Regions from separate parts of the Mus musculus genome. Here region 1 is linked to region 2. Evidence: chromatin contacts called from public Hi-C data. All regions are on one chromosome and are shown on one strand. The core of a region is the stretch at or near the end of the contact, and the rest is flanking DNA. Distances in the headings are between cores, read along the strand shown.

Region 1 (3,698 bases), core at 1,105-3,604, 440 kb before region 2:
ATCCTGGCTGCCTAAGCAATCTCAAAACCATCAAAAGTGATAAATCTAGTGATAGTCTTAGGTCATGTTCCAACTTCAACGCTGGAACATAACCAAAGTTCAATTCGTGATCCAATTTCTCTTCTACACACTCCCACCGTAGAGGTTGCCTGTTGGCAATATCACTTTTGCTCATGGGGGCTCTACCAACTCTTCATAAAATCAGTGAACCCTACCAGTTCACAGCTGTTTGTTACTTCAAACTTTGGTTTTTATCTAATTGTTCAATATTCTCTTTTTATAATTCTATCACTATTTTTCATTAATTATATGCGTGTCCTCTGCTACCCAGATCCGTTTTCCATGTCTGCTTAAACTCAGTCAGATATCCAAACTATGTTGACAGTGTTTTAACAAAATAAGTTTTATTATAAAAAATAAATAATTTGTTTCATTCTACTTCCTAATTACCTGCTAGCTCTGAGAATTTGATTTGTTAGCACTCTACAGGTTTTTTCGTGACTACTGTCCCGGGCACTGTGCTAGATACTGGCTGTGGATTTCATTGACTTGAACTGATAAGCTACTGATGGTAAAGTACTCCTGAGTCTAAATGGAAAGATCCATAGCAATAATGAGAAAGGCATTTTGAGGGAAATGTCAGAAACTTAGGAATATCTGGCATACTGTACCACACAATCCCAGCCCAACAGTTCAGATAAGAGATGGTGATCTGGAAGGTTAACAGCATTGCAGATGATAAGTGTTTTAAGAAGTGTAGCAAAAGGCAAAAGAATAGTCACTTGAAGCAAATGAACAGTTGCACAGGAAGGATCATGACAGCACATCTCCGTCATTCATCAGTTCCGTTCACCTCTCCCAAACACACTAAGACAGACACAGGCACTTTTGTGGTAGAAGAAAATATATCATTCTCTATTAACACTAAGCTTTATATCTACTATTAGCATTCAAAGCTCCTTTGACCCCCATCCCACTGCAGGCTCCAAGCACTCTTTATGGGATAACAGTTTCCTGCTTTCTAGAATCGTGACGTTTGGGAGGAGGAAAAGAGATATGTACAAGCAAGATCTGGAAGGGAATACACCTTGCCAAGCCCCAGAAATAATCCAATCTGGCCACTGTAGCTTGCTGTTTATTAGCATTGGAGCAGAAGCACCGTGAAATCAATTTATTCAGAAATAGAAATTCTCTGATTCAAAATTACCAGTGGCAATGGTTGCTTCCTTTTTAAAAAGTATGAACACTGTGAAAGAAGCAGAGCTCGAAACCAAATCTCGAGTCGTGTGGGGGAATATGCTAGGAGCTGGGGCTTCTTTGCCTTAGTGTTTTTTTAAGTTTTCTAAGATAGACTTGTGTGATCCTCACAGTCTTGAGAACACAATGCTCTCCAAAATAATGTGTGGGGTGGGGGGGCTGAAGCAAACTAGGTCAGTTGTATGGTTTCAGCAGACAAGAGGACAGCTGGGATCTTGCACTTTTGGATTTGGTTCAAAGATGAAGTAGAATTGATTGTTTTACATTGGAATTGTCATACGAGCGCACAGACTTTGAAGGGAGAGGCTGTTGGTTGAAATATATAGCTCAGGGAAAAAAATTGAAGACTGAAGCATCATTAAAAGAAGCATTTTACTAGAAAACAAAACCCTTCTGGGAGGCCTAGGAAATAGGAAATGCAACATTTTTGGTTGTAAAATCACAAGTATGCTATAAGATTTAACTTCAACATTTATGTCATTGTTTATATAATTGTAATTAATATAGCCTAAAAATATTCAGGTAGCCTGGTACAAGGTAAAAAAAAAATTAAGTTCTATAAATAGCAGTTGCCAAGAGGGTAAAGAACTATAAGAAGTGAGATTAATAAAAACAAGTCAATGGCTAATAAGAAAAAGCTTCATTTCATTTAAATTCAACCGTGCCCCTGGCATTGGTTTTGGCAATAATTAGAAGCTGAAGAGGATATTAGCATCTCTACTTTTTCTTTGTGGATTGCCTTCCTGTGGTAAGTTACATGTAAACAACTATGTGTGGTAGTTTGCAGGCAAGGTGCCCTATTTTGCTCAAAACCTACCTACAATGACCTTTCCCTTCTCAAAGTGGTGATTCACTAAGAAACTTGCAGTACTTTGTTCTTGAAATTTAAAAGCTAGTCCATACTCTCTAAGTGTGCGGAAGGGATGCCTTGGCATATCTGGGAGCGAGAATAAACAGTTAAAAAGTTGCTGACTTTGCTTAGTGGCTCTTTAATAAAGTGCATCTCCTTCACTGGAACGGAAGCAAATAGAACCAAAAGCTATATTCATTGGCTGCTAGACAGGGACCAGAACTACAGCGCTTGGCAAGTGCTATTGTTTTTCAAGTCTTACTGACACCTGGTGGCTGCAACTATACAAGCTGCAGTAAACAAAGATGGACCTTTAATTTTAAATGTGCATTCATTCCTTGAGAATTTTATACAGTGCATGCTGATCATATTTACATGCCTCACCAACTTCTATCTCCTCACCCTCTGTTTTTCTTCAAATTGTTGTTACTTATGGAACAATAGAAATAGAAATAAAACCTACTTATTTCATTTAGAGTTATATATGTATAGATGCCAAGCACTTGGTATTGGAAAATCAAGAAGCTCATAACTGGGGAAACCTTTTTCTCTTTCTTCTTAGCCATTAAGTGCCTATTGTTTCTCTTCTAGGGAAAGGCTTACATGCCATCTGGTATTGTAATAATTGAGGTCTTGTTTAGGCACCCATATTGCTGATATTCTCTTAATTCAGTTTCCCTGTCATATACAGAAAACATAAATTCAAAGGAGTTGGCAATGCCCTCTGGCTTTTACCCACCCCCTCACTTCCAAGGTGTTTTATGAGCCTTGGATACAGGGGTTGTACTAGAACAATGGAAGATGGGCATCCCACAGTCATTTTGACTATTTATGTCTTTCTGTAATGATCTCTATCTGATGCTCTAAAGCTAGCTCCTCTGTGAGGTGTGAGAGCTGAACTTATCTGTGAGTATCTGTGAATATTTATAATGAATTTCAAGATTAAACTGGTTTAGGGAAACTGAGAGGACTAGGTTTCATCTAAGTTTATGGCTTATCAGCCTTGGGAAGTTGGATAGGTTTATAGTACCAGGTCATTGTAGCTTCCCGTTGTTGTGCTTCAGAGGTGGCACAGCTAGGTGGGCCTGTGGATTGCTTTCCTCCCTCCTCAGCTCCCTTCACCTGCTGACAGATAGAAGCTAGTACTCGAGCAGGAGCCTTCCAGGTCAGCTTTAGCTCAGTTCCCATAAAGTCCTGTGTCTGAAGTGTGTGGTGTTTTTAGCAATAAAAATTACCTTCAAATTCTGGGAGCAACCAAGGAAAATGACAAGAACTCATAGTAGGTTTCACCCTTTCCTGACCAACAACTCAAAAGGAGGTTTCTTGGGTCCAGTACTAGGGTTTTTGTTAGAAAGTCTAAGGATCTTGAGAGAGTATTATCCTCTCAGGTAGGATAGATTTATGTTTTAACAGCCTATGGTACTGTGGAAACTAGTACCCAGGTCAATTCCTCTCTCTCTCTCTCTCTCTCTCTCTCTCTCTCTCTCTCTCTCTCTCTCTCTCTCTCTCTCTCTCCCTCTCTCTCTCTCTCTCTCTCTCTCTCTCTCTCTCTCTCTCACACACACACACACACACTTTCTTTTCTTGGTAA
Region 2 (4,097 bases), core at 169-2,668:
CAGGCTGGCCTTGAATTCAGAAATCCACCTGCCTCTGCCTCCCAAGTGCTGGGATTAAAGGTGTGTGCCACCACTACCAGACCTTATTTCTATATCAATGTTAAAATCATATTCAGATTGTTCTCTACATGTGACTTTGTAAGTACTTTAAGGACAATTGTTTTAAAGACAGAAGAAGCGATAGAGACTGGAATTGTAGAAGCAGGAGTGGGACTCGCATTGAGCAATGTTTTTGATAGTTCTGAATTTTTCAGACATGTCCTTCTACCTCAATCTTGGGACAATTTTGTAAACATATTTCATAATTCTTTGAGCTTTAATCTTTTGGGGAATGACTGTATTTTTCCCTCCATTATTTTAACCTGGTGTTTTCTAAGATAGTCTTAAATCTGAACTCCAGCTCAATCCTTCTCCTTACTTGTCGTGTGACCTTGGTAAATCCTCTAAACTTGAGTTTTAGTTTGCTCCTTTGTGAAGGAGGGGTAAAATGGCCCCGAGAAGCTCAGCATTTCTCAGAGGATGAGCACAAGTCTAAGCTGATTCATCCTCAGAGTACCACTGAGCAGAAAGAAGGAAGACATCACTTCGAGGCTACAGGAAACTGAGTTCAAAGGCCACACTGTGACCTGCCTCGTCTTGTGTCTTCACATTGCCTTCAGGGTTGCTAGCACCTTTGCAAACACCACAGTTGCCAGAGGAATGTCAAATTAACTAAATGAAAATGACCTGATCCCCCTGAATGTGGTATGTTCCTAATAGGTGAATGGTTATAATAAGCTGGAGTAAAACTGACAAATTATTGAATTTTGCCACTGGGTATACTTTCCATTTTATACCTATACTTTAAAAGTTCAAAGTATAAACACACCTAAAGAAAACAAAAAAATGCCACAGTTCTAAAACCCTTTTAACTGCCACAGTGCCTGATATCTGGGCTGCTACACGCGACTGCTTTCTAATCCCATTCAACTGACAATGAGACAAAAACCGAGGGGTAAGTGTTGTTCTCCCTGAATCCAAACCCTGTGCTCCATTTGATGGGGAAGGCTGCCTCTCTGTGGCAGAATATGATTGTGTCATGTTTTCTGGGGGACAATTTTATATCTCACTACTCTTTAAACATCTAAAAATCTGCATAATGCTCAAAAGCACAAGGATTTAAATACTGTATTTTGACCATAATCATATTTTTACTTCACATTTAAAATTGTCTTTGAACCATATAAAGTAGCCTTACTCACCTAGGAAAGACGGAAATAGCATTTGTACAAGTAACAGATACCCGCTGAAATAGGCTTGCTCAAATAGAATGGTCACATTAGCTGTCTCTTTTGAAAATAGAAGTCATTATTCACTTTACACTGAGTGACCTCTACTGGTCAGAAAGACACATTAATAGACATCATATCCACCAGAAAGCAGCTGGTATCTTAATTTTGCCAACAACTGACTCATATATACTGTGTCATGCATGTTGCCTGCTAGTCACTTACAATAAAATCGTACTGAGATGTACCATAGCTCAGATACTGAAGCCAAGCACACAGATCAAGTAAATACATTTTAAAATCCTGGTTTCTTGTTCTTCCTCATGGTGACCATTTTTACTTGAAAGAAAAGTATGCATAAAAGGTCTTACTGTATAGGATGCTTAGGTAAGAAGCATACTCTATAACAAATGGGGTTTCAATATTTTGATATTGTTAACTATACAACAGCTGAAAAACAAACTGTTTCTCTCCATCATAAACATATGCTTCATTACTCTTCAGAAATAAAGGGTTTATTTAATTAAGAATAAAGACACAGAATTAACAACTACGGCTCTAAAACAGATTTTTTTTTTCAGAAACAAAGAAACTTTGATACAATAATGAGAAAGCTGCAGTAAATCTTTCCCTAAGAGGTCCATCACCAGTGTCACACAAACACCAGTGTGGAAACAGCAGGTTATTTCCCTGTGGCTTTAACAGAGGTCAAAACGTGAAGTGTACCAACAGAAACAAAAAGAGGGTTGCCTGCAAAAAGTTTTAATGAAGAATATTGTTATAAATCTTGACTGCTAATTATTATAAAATCTCCTTCCCTTCTTTATTTTTTCTCTTTTTAACGATGTCCAGGGGGTGGGGAGAAACAATTTGGTTTCTGCTTCAGCTGAAATCTATTTATATGCAAATAACTTATCCATTATTACTGTGAGAAGAGACTTGTGCATAAAGAGAGAAATAAATTATCACCAGAAGCTATTAATGAAATCTATTTCAAAACAACATTTTACAAGAGCCCTCACTCATGTAATATTTGTTTAAGCCTCGAGGGGAAATGGTGGAATTCTGCACATAGATGAAACCTGATACTACAGTATTTCCCATGTCAATTTGCTTTATATAATGCATTTATCCTTTGCTTAGAAATGATAAATGGAACTCCAGGACATCGCTTCAGAGAACTTCATCAATGAAATCAAAGTCAGTGTGTTTATCATATAATTGCCAGACTTTGGAGTTCTCTCTGTTGCGACTGTTACTACTCTCCTGGGTTTAAAACATTAATGTTCTCTTTATACTGCAATAGCAGCAATGTGCAATTAGACGAGTTTAAGAAGAACAACTTGAGTTTCAGGAGAAGAATAGGATGATGATAAGAGGCCTAGAATATAATTTGATACATCCTGTCTCTTTCCTGTTTGGATTTCTTTGTTCTTTAGCTTATAATTTCCTTTTTTGTAGAAAAGTGTCCCTCTATTAAAGTTGCCACTGTATCTTTCTTCTGGCATCCTCTTAATTCTGCATAAGATGTCCAAAGTGGAACTGAAATCCTTCATCTTGATGTAAGTTCATGCTTTCCTAAGCATTTCACTTTGACCTTTTCGTATTGCAACATTATTCTCTGATATTTTCTCCTAATGTTTTCTACATTTTTTTAATCTTCCATCTATGAACATGGTACTTTGTAAGGACCTAACCTTATTTTCTTCAGTAAGAATATCATAGTAAACACTATGTCCTACTTAAAAAGTAGTCTTTAACCCTTGGGTTGTGTAACATCTGTACATTTAAGTGTCTTCATATGTGTGAGTATGAGGATTTCTGCTTTGTAATTGATTTCTCTTGATTTTATGTGAAAGCCATGTTTTATTAATATTCATTTGTCATATGCGATACAGTGAGTACTGTAATTCTTCATGTTTTCTTTCATTAGTTTTTCTGTACCTTTATTTTTACATATATTCTAGTACATTTATCAATTTCTTTTTAAAAGAACTCCAACAGATAACATAAATCATTGCACTCACTAAGTAAAGTGCCAGCTTTATGATATGACGCAATCCCACATAAAACTGAGAGCACCTGTTGCTCTCACACAGGGCCCAGGTTCAATTTTCAGTAACCACATGGCGGATCACAACCATCTGTAATTCCAGTTCCAGGGGATCTTTCTGGTCTCAGGAAACAGGCACTCATGTGCAAGCATACAAAACAAACAGACACATAAAATAAAAGTAAATATAAATTGCTGTAAGGTACTATAACCTTTATATTAAAGCCACCTTATCTTTACTTCAAAGGTTTCTCTTCCTTGTGTGGTTCTATCTGACTCTGTCAAGAAGATACAATATAAATGATTATCTTTATGTATAAATGATTATCTTTATGTATAAATGATTATCTTTATGTATAAATGATTATCTTTATGGCAAATTTGAGTTGAACAGAGAACTCATTAAAAAAAGGAAAACCTACCTGGCTACAGATGTTATAAACCATACATTGTAGAAAAGACATTTCTCTCTGAGAAATGATTCTGGGAAACCTAGATATCCACACGATGAAGAATAAACTAGATCCATATATTCGCTCACCCTATACAAGATTCCATTAAAATGAATCCAGGACTTTAACATAAGACTTGAAACTCTGAAACTGCCAGGAAAAAAATAGGCAAAATACTTCAAGATACCAGTATTGGGAAGGAATTTCTGTAGAGGACTACAATAGCCCAGGAAATAATAGTCCACACTGACAAATGGAGTTACATGAAATTAAGCAGTTTCTACACAGCAAGGAAACCAACTGCATGAAGAAGTCTGTAGAACA

Evidence for each region. Hi-C and Micro-C count contacts between places; a contact is called where the count stands out from the background.
Region 1: a Hi-C map of cerebellar granule neurons shows a contact between it and region 2, with 3 times the contacts expected there. The contact joins two enhancer-like sites. A contact is called at or near these places in 3 of 484 Hi-C or Micro-C datasets (cerebellar granule neurons and cerebellum).

The regions. Positions count from the first base shown.
Region 1 is chr3:139,947,912-139,951,609 of GRCm38.p6, reverse strand. No RefSeq gene overlaps it. Among named protein-coding and RNA genes, the nearest start is that of Mir7j, 78 kb to the left of the region's middle. Within about 2 kb of position 2,354, at least 2 of the 459 cell types and tissues checked have an H3K27ac peak or open chromatin away from gene starts, as enhancers often do. A contact at or near this core is called in cerebellar granule neurons and cerebellum, where this site is marked.
Region 2 is chr3:139,506,757-139,510,853 of GRCm38.p6, reverse strand. The region is part of intron 11 of Stpg2 (sperm tail PG rich repeat containing 2); the gene reads right to left. Among named protein-coding and RNA genes, the nearest start is that of Gm24260, 91 kb to the right of the region's middle. Within about 2 kb of position 1,418, at least 18 of the 459 cell types and tissues checked have an H3K27ac peak or open chromatin away from gene starts, as enhancers often do. A contact at or near this core is called in cerebellar granule neurons and cerebellum, where this site is marked.